3 separate regions of the Mus musculus genome follow, and all the other regions are linked to region 1. The links are chromatin contacts, called in public HiChIP or PLAC-seq maps. All regions are on one chromosome and are shown on one strand. The core of a region is the stretch at or near the end of the contact, and the rest is flanking DNA. Distances in the headings are between cores, read along the strand shown.

Evidence for each region. HiChIP or PLAC-seq counts read pairs in DNA pulled down with a chosen protein or histone mark.
Region 2: a contact with region 1 is called in an H3K27ac HiChIP or PLAC-seq map of T-cell acute lymphoblastic leukemia, with 3 times the contacts expected there. The contact joins two enhancer-like sites. A contact is called at or near these places in 2 of 115 datasets of contacts at active chromatin or transcription factors (T-cell acute lymphoblastic leukemia and large pre-B cells).
Region 3: a contact with region 1 is called in an H3K27ac HiChIP or PLAC-seq map of T-cell acute lymphoblastic leukemia, with 3 times the contacts expected there. The contact joins two enhancer-like sites. A contact is called at or near these places in 1 of 15 datasets of contacts at CTCF or cohesin (embryonic stem cells), 1 of 484 Hi-C or Micro-C datasets (pro-B cells) and 2 of 115 datasets of contacts at active chromatin or transcription factors (T-cell acute lymphoblastic leukemia and large pre-B cells).

What each region holds. Positions count from the first base shown.
Region 1 is chr9:44,645,213-44,649,316 of GRCm38.p6, forward strand. No RefSeq gene overlaps it. Among named protein-coding and RNA genes, the nearest start is that of BC049987, 25 kb to the right of the region's middle. Within about 2 kb of position 1,384, at least 107 of the 459 cell types and tissues checked have an H3K27ac peak or open chromatin away from gene starts, as enhancers often do. A contact at or near this core is called in T-cell acute lymphoblastic leukemia, where this site is marked.
Region 2 is chr9:45,178,498-45,183,237 of GRCm38.p6, forward strand. It overlaps Tmprss4 (transmembrane protease, serine 4), which reads right to left. Exons shown (of 13, transcript NM_145403.3): 5 at 4,681-4,740; 6 at 2,153-2,254; 7 at 906-946. Among named protein-coding and RNA genes, the nearest start is that of Gm39327, 12 kb to the left of the region's middle. Within about 2 kb of position 3,409, at least 38 of the 459 cell types and tissues checked have an H3K27ac peak or open chromatin away from gene starts, as enhancers often do.
Region 3 is chr9:45,415,371-45,420,062 of GRCm38.p6, forward strand. 4833428L15Rik (RIKEN cDNA 4833428L15 gene) reads right to left here. Exons shown (of 5, transcript NR_040732.1): 3 at 4,487-4,613; 4 at 3,459-3,634; 5 at 1,256-2,025. Among named protein-coding and RNA genes, the nearest start is that of Fxyd2, 12 kb to the left of the region's middle. Within about 2 kb of position 1,826, at least 51 of the 459 cell types and tissues checked have an H3K27ac peak or open chromatin away from gene starts, as enhancers often do. A contact at or near this core is called in T-cell acute lymphoblastic leukemia, where this site is marked.

The DNA.
Region 1 (4,104 bases), core at 134-2,633:
GGCGAGAAGAGGGTTTATTCAGCTTACCCTTATACCTCACCATTTATCACCAAAGGAAGTCAGGACAGGAACTCAAGCAGGACAGGATCCTGGAGGCAGAAACTGATGCAGAGGCGATGGAGTGGTGCTGCTTACTGGCTTGCTCCTCCTGGCTTGCTCAGCCTGCTTTCTTATAGAACCAGGAACCAACCAGAATGGGCTAGGCCCTCCCCCATTAATCACTAATTAAGACAATGCCCTACATTGTCATCTAAGCCCAATCTTATGGAGTCATTGTCTCAGCTGAGGCTCCCTCCTCCCTGATGACCCCAGCTTGAAACAAGTTGACATAAAACTAGCCAGCACATAGATCACGTCTTAGTCAAACTTTCTCTCAAGCTTCAGTGGAGTATTCCTCAGCCACGCGACAGGGACAGGCTGCACAATAGGGCAGGAGGCCAGCTGGAGCATCTCCACCCATAAACAGGACAGGCACCGCCCTCAGCTGGCCACATGCAGTCCTTCTGTCTCACAATAGCTTCTGAAGAGAGCTACCATTAGTCCTGCTTTGCAAAAGAGGAAACTAAGACCCCAACAAACCGTAGTGACTGCAATGGACTTATGGAGACCAAATGAGGCCAAACCAGGGCCTATCTCTTAGGCTCTCAGTGAGAGTGGCCTCAGCAATCTCAGTTGAGTGGTCTGGGGACAGGCTTGGCTGGCCCTCGGCATAGGTGTCTGTGTGGCCAGAGTGGCCGATGGCTTGCAGGTGGCACTGATTGAAAGTGAGTAGGAGGTGTGAGGACCACAAAAACTTCACCACAAAAAAGAATTGTCACGGTCGGGACCGGCTGGGCCCTGGCCTACCTTTACATCTCTCTCTTGTGCTGTTTCTCACCACAACAGAAACTGCTTATCTGCAGGTGCGTAGCTATTCTAGGAGAATGAACGGTGTGTGGCTTCCTATTAGTGTTCAGAGGATCAGTCACACCACCGAGGCCTGCGGTCCCACGGCTCTGGCCCCGCCCAGCACCGGAAGCCTGCAGCTCCGCGGGCTGGAAGCTGATGTTTAGGGCCAGCCTGCAGCCACACTGGCCCTTTCCCCTCCTGCCGAATGGGGCCAAACCGCCCAGCCTGATGGGAGATTTTAGTTTTCAAATGGCATTCTAGTTGGCTACATATAGCGGGGCACGGCAGAGCAGGACACGTGGGGCAGTTTAACAGTTTGCTGTCCATAGATATCTTGTCACGGGTCATGACCTTGACCACCTCAGCACCCCAGGACTGGGACAAAGAAGTCATGTCATTGTGGCATCACCAAACATCCAGAGAACCAGGAGCTCCTTGCCTGAGAAGGCCTTGAAGTGCAGGCGGCTGAGACAGGGGCACACCTGACAGGCAAGAGTGAGGAAGGTAGCTGTTCTACACCAGCAGGGGAGCAGCTGCTGGCATGCCTATGTAGACAACACAGCCTTTAAAAAGTATTTCTTTTATTTTTTGAGACTATAATATCACTGTGTCGTTTCTTCCTTTCATCCCTCCAAGCCTTCCCATACACACCCCTTCTTTCTTTATTTCAAATTCATTGCTTCTCTCTCTCTCTCTCTCTCTTTCTCTCTCTCTCTCTCCCTCTCTCTCTGGTTTGGTTTTTTGAGACAAGGTTTCTCTGTATAGCCCTGGCTGTCCTGGAACTCTCTTTGTAGACCAGGCTGGCCTCGAACTCAGAAATCCACCTGCCTCTGCCTCCCGAGTGCTGGGATTAAAGGCGTGCTCCACCAAGCCCGGCTCATTGCCTCTCTTTTGCATAAATTATTGCTCTCTCTCTCTCTCTGTGTGTGTGTGTGTGTGTGTGTGTGTGTACTTAGATACATAAATACAACCTGTTCAGCTTGTAGAATGCTACTTGTCTGTATGTTTTTAGGGCTGAGCACTTTTAACTCTTCCTGTAGCCTCAGCTGGCCACAGATGAGGCAGGCATGAATACGGAACAGCTCCAAATGGGGCTGCGGTGATGGCACAGACCCCAGAGTGCCTGCCTCACAAGCTGCAGGACCTAAGTTTGGATCTCCAGCACCCCGCCGGTGGTGGCAGTGCCGAGGAGGCAGAGGCAGGAGCATCCCTGGGAATTTCTAGTCCGCCAGTGTAGTCAAGTCGGTGAGCTCTGGGATCTGTAGGAATACCTTCCTCAGACACCAAAATGGAGAGCAATTGAGAAAGAGTTTTCACGCTGACTTCTGGCTTCTGATACACGCACTCCTACATGCACAGAAAGAGACAGAGGACAAGACCTTGTCACCTGGCTGGAAATGTTATGGACATATGGGTCCTAATGGGAAGTGGGGCTTGGGGGGAGGGGGTTGTGGTTTTTTCTTTTGTTTTTGTTTATTTGTTTTATGCTTGTTTGTTTGTTTGTTGTTTTTCAAGACAGGGTTTCTCTGTGTAGTCCTCACTTGTCCTAGAACTTACTCTATAGACCAGGCTGACCCCAAACTTAGAGATCAACAAGGACCACTCTGCAGAGGGTGCCATTAAAGATGCCACTCAGCCGCAGACAGGACAGAAATCTGAGAAACAGTGACTTAAATAGGGAGGAAGTGTGTTCATCTCATTTGACAGGAGCCTAGGACATTAGTGGGTTAAAGAGACTGTGCAGCACAAGAGACTAAAGCAGGAGGATGGCCGTGAGTTGGAGCCAACCTGGGACACTTAGTTCTTCACCGGCTTGCGCTATGAGAACTTATCCCAGAAAAAAAAAAAAAAAAGCAAAACCATGGCTCTAGAGAGTCTGTACTGCTCTTCTGAGGACCTGAGTTCCCAGCACTCATGTCAGGCCCTCACAACAGCCTGTAAGCCCAGCTTCAGGGAGCCCAGTGCCTCTGACCCACACGGGCTCATCCACACACAGACACACTTAAAAATAAGACTTAAACAAAACGCCTTTAATCCCAGCACTTGGGAGGCAGAGGCAGGCGGATTTTTGAGTTCGAGGCCAGCCTGGTCTACAAAGTGAGTTCCAGGACAGCCTGGGCTACACAGAGAAACCCTGTCTTGAAAAACCAAAAAAAGACCAAAAAAAAAAAAAAAGACTTAAACAAAACAAACAAACAAACAAAAAAGGCTGGAGAGATGGCTCAGTGGTTAAGAGCACTGACTGGTCTTCCAGAGGTGTTGAGTTCAAATCCCAGCAACCACATGGTGGCTCACAACCATCTGTAATGGGATCCGATGCCCTCTTCTGGTGTGTCTGAAGACAGGGACAGTGTACTCATATAAATAAAATAAATAAATTGTTAAAAACAAACTTAATCCATCTCTCTTTAAAACAAACAGAAACCAAACTAGCAGGGCATGATAGCAAAGGCCTTTCTTTGATGCCGGCACTTAGGAGACAGAGATCTCTGTGAATCTGACAGCTTGGCCTATACATTGAGTTCTAGGGCTCCGTAGTGAGATCCATCCTGTTTCAAACCAAACAAAATCAATAATATAAAACACACCAAAAAAGACAAAAAATGAAAGCGTTACAAAGGCCTGTTAGGGTGTAGCCCAGTCCTCGGTTGGCTTTGCTAGGGTTTACCTCTGATCTAAAATGTCTTTCATGGAGATTTATGAACACTGTGAATCTCAGGCACTGCCCAGCAGACGGTGACCACGGGGGCAGCCTGACCTGAGTTGGATCCTCAGGTGGCACTGACTCTGCTGACATGAGCTGTGGCCGGGAGCTGCTCAGTCACGTGGGCATGGTGGGCACCCAGACCCCATGCCATGTTCCCACGGGGAGACAGGAAGCCACGGTGGTTGGGGTGCTAACAAGAGTTTGGGCAGGTAGAGTAGGCAGAGGTGGGGCAGGCTGCGGCAGCTGCCTGCTGTGGGGCCCACATGCCTCCTCCACTCCCTTTCTGCAAAATTGCTGTCCCGTGCAGAAAAGAAAAAGGATGCCTGAGACATGCTTCTCCCCAGCCCCTGCCCCCGGTTGTTGTATACAAAGGCTGTGGTTTTTCTTTGACCCACAGGTGGTTGTGGTTTGAGTAGAGTCCTTGGCCAAATGGGAGGATCTGTCCTGGGGGTGAGGGGTGGCACAGCAGGGCTCAAGCTGGCAGCTAAACTGCAGAGAAGTAAGTCTGG
Region 2 (4,740 bases), core at 2,159-4,658, 540 kb after region 1:
CTGCAGGCACATGCACATACCTGCCCCATAATTAAAGACAAAACAAACCCCAAACTAAAGCCTCCAGTGCCACATCCCTGCCATGTTCTGTGCCTCTCTGGTCTTTCCAAAGAGGCCCCTTTCCCATCATCTCTTCCCTGCCTGGTTCCGTACCTGCCAAATGCTATCTGACCCAACCCTGCTTTCAACTTGCTCTGTGCTCACTCACTCAAAGTTTCTTGGTTGGCAAGATGGGGGGGTCTACAGTCTTATGGACTGCTTTACATGGCCTTATCAAAGCTTCCATCCAGCCAGTGACCTGCTCGGAAGTCTCCGGAACAGTTAGGTTATGGTTTGAGTGTGCCTCCACAAAGGTGGCAGCTTAGCCCTGAGTATGGTGATGATAAAGTGGTGGGCTCTTTAAGATGTGAGGCCTAATGGCCCTTAGGTCATCAGAGCAGCTGCCCTCTGAGGGGGATAAAGTAGTTTTCTATGATCCCTGAGTGTCTTTGAGAACTTAGGACAAGACTGAGCCCACCCTGCTGTCTGGTTTCTTGTTTCACCTACATCCGATCCACCACCCAACAGTAGGCCAGCACTTGAGGCCAAACCAAGGTGGCTTTCTGGTCTTAGGCCTCCAGATTCTAAAACTGTAAGCTAAGCAAAACTTCTTTATGACATTATCCTGCCTCAGATATTTCAGTACAGCAATGAAAATCTAACACACTCAGGGCATGAACTGAGAGCAGATGGCATAAGGGGGTTCTTGGCATTAACCACGTGAAGGAACCACTGATCTGTAAGTCTAAGGTTGGCCCCAAAGAGTGGGACTTAGAGACCAGGAGACAGAGCAGTAAGGATGAAGGTCTTTCTTCCTGACCATTGCTGGCCTAGGCCCCAGACTCTCAGAGATAGGGTGAACTCACCAAGGCAGCGCAAGGAAACCAGGGAGCCTGAGAGGCAGGATCTGAAAGAGAAAGACGGGGCCCTGTGGCTTCTGCTTTCGCCTTGGCTGGGAGGTTAGAACTCAGCCTTTGTGAACTGCTGATTCAACCCCATCCCCCAACACTGCAGAACCCCAGAAACTTTACCATGGGTGTGTGTAGATCTGCATTATACTCAGTGTGGTTTGATTTAGTGCAACACTGCTGTTGCTGTGCGTGTACCTACAATATACGGAGTCCTGCCCAATGCAAAGCCAGTCTGGGCTCCTGGAACCCTGGGCAGCAGGTGGTGGTGGTGGGGAGCAGAACCTGCTGCACTGTGGCCTCCCAAACAGACCAGGATTTTGATGGAATCCTGCAGATTCTACCTCTAACCTGGTCCTTTTCAAGAGTTACTGTGTTGGCTCCAGCTGCATATGTAGCAGAGGACAGCCTTGTCATGCATCAGTGGGAGGAGAGGTCCTTGGTCCTATGAAGGCTCCCAGTGTAGGGGAATCGAGGGAGGGGAGGTGGGAGTGGGTGGGTGGGTGGAGGAACACCCTTATAGAAGCAGGGGGAGGGAGAATGTGATAGGGTGTTTCTGGTAGGGAGGGAAACCGGGAAAGGACATAATATTTGTATTGTAAATAAAGAAAATATCCAATAAAAAATTTAAACAATTTTTGATACAAAAATAAAAATAAAATAAAATAAAATAAAGAGTTATTGAGTTACTGTGTTAAGGCTCTGTCCAGCGTCCTGAATGCTAAGACGCCAGCCTTCTCCTGGAGCCTTGGCTGCTTTGTAGCAAATGTTGTTTTGAATCAGCTGTGCTCTAATGTGGGGTGGTGAGGTGAGGGCTGGAGAGCCTTCTGTGGAGCGTTAGAAGGTGGTGCTTTGGCCTGGGGAAGTGATGGAAAAGTACAAAGCTACTTTTAGGCTCTTGCCTACCAGGTAACTCACTAGGGAACATGAAGGAGCTGTGGAAGGCATGAATCTTGACAGTTCAGGGAGAGAGAAGGTCACTGTTCATTGCTCTGCCTTTGAGCAGGACAATGCATGCTGTATTAAAGAAAAAGGCAGACAGAAAATACCCCTGAGCCTGAACGTGGAATCCCAAAACCCTGGACATTTAATGAGCTGCTTGGCTAGTTCTTCCCGTTGTCTGGCTCGTGTTCCCCTGCTGCAACCTTGAGCCACTTCCCAGTGTTAGTTAGCCTCTGCAGGTCAGAATGTCCCCTCTTGCTTACCTGCTTCCATTCTGCACCTGAAGTTCCTGGCTGTTTCCTGTGACTTGAGCAACAGGGAGGTTCTGATCTGGACGGATCTCCACTGCTCTGAAAGCGGGCTGGCTGTGGTAGGAAGAGTGAACTGTGAGCTGGGGCAGAGGATGAATTACATGGCAGAAAGAGCCCCTGCTCCCAGAGGAGGGGGCACAGGTTAGTGGGGCACGGCTGGCTGGCTTTGCTGGATAGCAGGAATAGTCCCCACATCAAGGCAGGCTGCCGTGGCCTCGCTTTCCTGGGCAGGGACTCCTGGCCCAGAAGTGGAGCTCTGCAGAGGACTAGGGGCCTGCTTTCCTCACACCCAGCTCTGTCCCTGTCTCAGATGTCCCAGTATCTCGTTAGGGTCACATCAGCAGGAGCAAAGAAGCAAGGGGACCCAGATGAACTCCTGTCTCAGCACAGAGGGAACTGGAGTGTGGACATTTGGTTTTCCATATAAGGGGCCTGGAGACAGGAGAAGCCTGGATCAATTCTTATAAGAGTCTGGATGGAACTTCCTGAAACTTGGACCGCCCTCTCCCTTCCTTTCTGCTAATCCATGTTTGTCTTCTTTCAAACTCCATATTCAAGTCTTCCTCCTCCAGGAAGCCTTCCTTAACTATTCTGTTCTCTGGCTCTTTCTTCACTAAATTTTCGTCTTTTGGATTTCCCCCTTCTTCTCCAGTCTGTCCTCTCAGGTCAAGCTTTGCATAGATATCTGGGGTCAATTCATGTCCCTGGCTGGCTAGTCCACACTCAGATAGGACTGCAAACACTTTCTTGATGAACTAGGTGCTGGAGCTGGGATGACCAGAGTCTGTCTACAGAGCTCCCAAGACTTAAGTTCCAATATGCCGGATTTGACACCAGTTTGGTGTGTGACCATGGGCAAGTCATGTTTGTCCTATGTGTCTCCCCAAGTCCCAATTTTCTCCATAAAATGATGCATGAGCCAGGTGGTCCCTGACTCCTACACTGGACCACCTATGGCTTTGCATTCCTAGGTCAGAAAAGTTTCCTTCCAATCCAGGTAGGAAAGAAAGCAGAGAGATTTGAGCAGAGAGTTCTGACCCAGAAGGAGAGAGGAGGCTGTCAGTAAACACGCCCAGCAAAGCTAACCTGGGCAGTGATGTAATGAACTTTGATATCCTAGAGCTGAAGAAAGAGGCCAAGTGGTGCTGACTGGTGCTTCAGTGCTTTCTAGAAGTGTAGGAAATCTGGGAGTCTACCACTTTAAGAACCTCAGGAAACTCCGGGTTTCATAACTGAGACAGCCTGCTGCATCTGGTCCAGCTGACGCTGCAGTGGGCTGGACTGCAGTGGGGGAGGGGATGGCTGCAGGGGAAGTAGAGGACAGCAGGTACTGGGCATGCTGTCCTTGGAAATGAGGTGACAGGTGTCCCTTTTCTAGACAGTGCTGGGAGTTCTCCTCCTCTGGAGGGAAGAGAGCAGGACCTTTACAAAGAAGGGTCAGAGGGACAGAGGTCATATGGATTCATTCTGGCTGCCCAGAACATCTACTGTACAAAACCTTGAGGCTGCTTTAGGGATCTATGGGGAGAACTGTGATCGACAGGCAATGTCTGTCTGAGGCAGACTGCTAGGGAGAGTGTGACCCCTGCCTGCAGCAGATCACCTGGGCTCCTTTCAGGTAGGCTCCTCGAGGGATCAATTCTCACTCTCCTTTCCTTCGCTGGTGAAGCCTTGTGAGTAGAGAGAATTCGATGTACAAACAGACCACTATGAGAACTCATGGTGTCCAGGAATGGGTTAAAGCAGGTACAGATTCTAACCTCTACCTCCCAGCTTCTGCCTGAGCAAGCTGCTTCTTCTCTGAGAGCCCGCTTCTAACACAGATTTAATAATAACCATGCTTTGAGCTGTCTGCCAAGATCAAATGAATATAACTATATGTAATGCTAATTACCCTTCACATACCTTCCTACCACTCCTGCTTCGCACTTCCATGAGAGAACTGGGCCTCTGGTGATGGCCCCAACAGAACCAGGCTAGTCCTTGCTATTTTTGTTTTCAAGTGCAGAGAACAGAACTCAGGGCTTTGCACGTGCTAGGTAAGTGCTCTACCCCCAGAGCTACACCCCCAGCCTTCCTGCCTGCTAAATTTTAACCTAGATGACTTTGCATATGAAATGTTTTTTGTGTGTGTTATGGTTGGGGAAGACTTCTCACGAAAGGGCAAAGGAGAGGAAGTTGGGGAGAAAAGAAAACTCTTATAAGATTGACATTAGTAACTCTGAGGAAACTGACGCTGGGGAATTATCTCTATGCTCTTTGTTAATGAAAGTGCTGGGATTCAAACGTGGTTCTTTATAAATCCTGTGTCTGTGTTTTTAGGGAAAGGAAATAGGAAATAAAGGAGGGAGGGAGGGAAGGAAGAAGAGAGGCAGGCAGGCACAAAGGAAGGAAGGATGGAAGGAAGGAAGGAAGGAAGGACGGCAGGCAGAGAGGTTGCTGGCGTGAGGTGACAGCTTCCTATGGCCCCGATTGAGTACCTGTCATAGCCCATCTGTCTGCAGGCTGTCTTGGCCAGTGCTTCTGTGAAGTTGTCGAAA
Region 3 (4,692 bases), core at 576-3,075, 770 kb after region 1:
GGATGTCCTTGTTCCTTCTCTCTATGTAGTCACTTTCCTCTGTGATCATTTGTCAGTAGACCTGTTGAGGACGGGTGGCCCAGTGGGTTAGATCCCACGCTGTGACCCTAACAGCTCTGGCAATGCAGTGGCAGAAATTAGGCCCATGTGCCTCAGGGAGTGTTGCTGGTTAATTTTTTGTCTACTTGACACAAGTTAGAGTTATCTGGGAAGAGGGACCTGTAGGCATGTCTGCGTGGCATTTTCTTGATGACTGGTTGATATGGGAGGCCCAGTTCACTGTGGGTGGGATCATTTCTGGGCTGCATAAGAAAGCAGGCTGAGCAAAAGCCATGGGGAACAGGCCAGTAAGCAGAGCTCCTCCATGGCCTCTGCTTCAGTTCCTGCCTCCAGGTTCCTGCCTTGACTTCTCTCAGGGGTGGACTGTGACCTGGAAGTGTAAGCTGAATAAACCCTTTTCTGTCTCCGGTTGTCTTTTACCACAGCAACAGCAAACAACCCTCCCCTGAGCTCTGCCTACATATCAGAGAGCAAGAAGCCCAGGCTGGAAGACACTGTGTGTCCTTTCAGGGAGGTCTCAGAGTTGGATATGTACACAATTGGGATGGGACGGAACAGGTTGCATCTTGCCTGTGAGCACAACTTTGAATGGTAGAGAATCAGGCCAATTTTCAGCACAGCCTCCAGTGCTGCTGTTCTGTCCTTAGACACAAGGGGACGCCACATAACCAGCTTCTCAGTTTCAAGGTTCACTGAGGACTATGTGATCAGCAGGAGCCGGGAAAGCTGGGATGTAGACTCCCCAGAGATGGAGAGGTGCACTCTGCCCTCCACAACCATCCATTTGGGGGGGGTGGACATGACAGTTCAACCTCCTGGCCATGTGTAAGCTCCTGCTCGCCCAACCCTTCACCAAATGGGGCAGAACCCTGATGTCACTGTCTGCATAGACTCTCTCATCATCACCCCAATCTAAGCAGGTCTAGAAACATGGCTGTCATCTGGACTTAGTACTTCCCTTCCCCCAGATCCTGCACGGCAGAGATGGGACGCGGTGTGGAAACAGACCGTGATAGGTAGGTCTCAGCCCATCAGCTGGACAGTAACAGGGAAATCCTTCCGTAGTCCTGTGCCTCAGTTTCCTCATCTGTGAGATGAGCATTATAAGCCCCATTATTAGGTTGAGTGAGATCAGGGATATTAAACAACGCCATCAATCGCTACCAAACAGAACGGGACTTGGTGAGAGACAAGGCAAGATCAACCCAGGTCTTTAATCAAGGATTTGAGTAGCCAACTACAGTGTACTCATGTACATACATACAATAAATAAATAATTTTTTAAAAAGCACATGAGAAACCTACAGAGGATCCCCTGGGGCAAATGCCCCCAAGCACCATGGGATACTGCTTACATCTAAGTCTTGGGGCTGTTTTTTTCCCAATCCATGCATTTGAGTGCGCGTACGTGTGTGACTCACGTGCGTGCATGCATGTGTGTGTGTGTGTGCGTGCTCGAGCATGTGTGTGTGTCTGTGTTCATTCTTGTAAGTGGGATTTGGCTCTGATCTAGGTGAACCCTCTCACTGAAAAGCAGACTTTGAGAGCTGGAGGGAGATGCCCTCAGATAACAGTAGGTCTCCTGCCGCTCCTAGAGCATCTTGTCCCTTTACTTTTTCCCAAGGGCCAAGGACAACTGTGACCTCTGGTCTCCTGAAGACCAGGCCAGCAGGGAGATGTCTCAGCACAGTGTCCAGAACAGTCAGGAGACTAGAGTTACACCCTATTGTGGACCCCAAGCTCTGCCCTTTGGTGTCTGTGTAACATCAGCAACCGCTTGGTTTCCAGAGCCTCAGGTTCCTCGTCTGTAGAACAGGAATATTGACTGGCCCTAGGGTCTGATGCAAACACATTTCAAACGAAAGCTTCACTTGCGATCCAAGTAGCGTCAGGTCAATCAAGATAAATCTGCACGGGAGTGGAGGGAAGCTTCATTCTGTTCTCCCAGGTCTGGTAGGATTGAAACTGAAAGAAAACCTCACGGTTACTACCCATACTGCCCACAGGTTTTTAGTGCTCAGTCTTTAGGTGACACCTGCTGGCCATAATAGGTACTGTATGCCCTCCCCGTACCCCACTCTCGCACCTCCATTCTGGCCAAACTACTGAGAACACTTACTTAGCTCTCTTTGGTCTCTTCGGCATTTCTTGCTCTTAGACTGGGAAGGGCAAAGAGTCCTTTCTTCCCAGGCAGAGACTTCCCCTCCTCCCCTGCCCCAAAGCAGGAATGAACAGGACTTAAGGCTGGAGTGTGAGTTTAGGGCCAACCTGGTCTAGAAAGACTTGTGCTCACAGCAACAATCCCATCAGGCAGAAGACCAGAATATCCAGCTGTCTCTGTCTCCAGAAAAGCCAGACTGAGGGAAGAGGTTCCAGGCACAGAGGCATAGAAGACTCAGAGCAGTTAGCTACTCAGTGGTCAGTGCTTTAGGATAAGTGGTCTCATGACCCACATCTATGCCCAAATACCGGGGTGTTTGGAAGAGTGGGTGAGAGAGGGGCAGGATGGGGGTGTCCCTAGCCTAGGATACGTCTGCCAGGAGGACCAAAGTCTACTGATGATGTCATATAATGCAAGAGATTTTCTTCACATCAGTTCAAGGTGCACAAGAGGATGTCTCAGTGGATAAAGGCGTGGTGGGAGAGGAGACTCCTGAACATTGTTTTCTGACCCTTACAATAACACATAGCATAAAAATGTAAAAATCCAAGACGGCCCGGTGCTGCCGGGAGCCGGCCAGGTGATCTGGCACACCGCTCTCCCTGCTTGTGCATGTTTGAAATGTTCTATGTCAAATCTGCTCTGGAGAGGTGACAGCAAACGCTGCTGCCTGCCACCGCTGGTGACCAGGCAAAGGTCACCAGCGGGGTGGGGACAGGTCAAGCTGTTTCTCTGATCCTCTGCTGAATGATCTGTAGAATGGGAGTGACAGGCATGAAGCTGTGATAATGATGCCACGTCCTGAGGGAGGGCCTGAGTGTGGCAACGAGCCACCACCAGGGCCTGTTACAGTCATCACCATGGGTGGCTGTCCATGGCTCTGGCTGGAGTTTGCCAAATGGAGCAGCTGATACTGACGAACAATTGGTTCATTCTGCTTGGTTTCAACGTCCTAACTAAAGTGATGCTGAAGACATCTTCAAAATGTTGCATGCCCCAGTGTGAGGCCGTTTCAGCTACAGACACTCACTGTGTCCTTTTGACTAACACCACACCTGGGCTTTCTTATCCTTCGAGCCCAGCTCAAGTTCCTCCTCGGTTGTTGCTGGCTGCCCCCTTTTCTGAATTTAAGCAACCCCTTCATAGTTTCCATAAGCCTCCCCCTCAGTGAGATTTGCAAAGTCATCTCTCCCAACCACATCATCCCAGATTCATTCAACACTTAGGGAATGCCTACCTGGAGCGTGGAGGAGTGAGCAGACAGTATGAGAGACACAGGACAATCCTGCCAGTGACACACATCATTGCAGATATGGTAATGCTGAGCAGGCCGCCAGTGACACACACCATTACAGATACAGGAACCATCTCTGCTGGGCGCAGTCAGAGAGGCCAATGCTTCAGAGGTGGAAGCTGGGGGATCAGGAGTTCAAGGTTATCCTTAGCTACGTAGCAAGTTTGAGGCTAGCCTGGGTTACATGTGATCATAAAAAGGGAGATGAACAGGATTCGAAAGATGGCTCAGTGGTTAAGAGCACTGGTTGCTCTTATAGAGACCCTGGTTCAATTCCTGGCATCCACATAACAGTTTACAACCATCTATAACTCCAGTTCCAGGGGATCTATTACCCTCTTCTGGCTTCTGTGGGCACTGCACGCACGAGTGCATAGACATATATAAAGCATACCGTATACATTCTCTCTCTCTCTCTCTCTCCCTCTCTCTCTCTCTCTCTCTCTCTCTCTCTCTCTCTCTCTCTCATTTCTGCTATGGTGACTTGCAATGTCGCCTAGCTGCATACAGAGAATGTCCTCTAAGGATTCTCTGCTCTGTTGTGTTGACTGTGAGCCTTGGGTTTAGTCTACAGCCATTTTCCCCACCACAGGGTCAGTTTGAGGACAGAGACTCTGAGTTGGACCATCCAGAGATTTTTCATTACCATTAGGGTCTGGGGAATGGGTTACCACCCATTAGTTGTTGCTTACAACAACTAAAAGAATGGAATAAATGGAGTTGGCTGGGAATTAGCTCAGTGGTCACGTGTTTGCCGAGCATCCTCAAGGCCCTGAGATCAGTCTCTAACACCACAACAAAGAAAGAGAAACAAGTATAGAAGCCCTAAGGTGTGCTTAATTTGGGGGTCATGGGTGGGCTGTACACAGTAAAAGGACAAATATTTTAGACCAAAAGAAGTCAGGAAACCTCATATTTACTGTGGAGACTCTGGCACACTGAGGGCTCCCAGGAGAGGCCTATTCACTTACCTCCAGCTGTTCCAGGGTTTCCCAAACTCAATGACCATCAGTTTGTTTCTGTCTCTTATCTGTGACCTTCCGGTGAGACACTTGAGAAACACCATACTTGAAACACCAATGTGAAAAACATTGTCAACTGAAGTTAAAAAAAAAATGGAGTCAGCTTCGCTTAGGATGTGTCACTCAGTGATACGGTGGCCTGAGTTTGGGCTCTC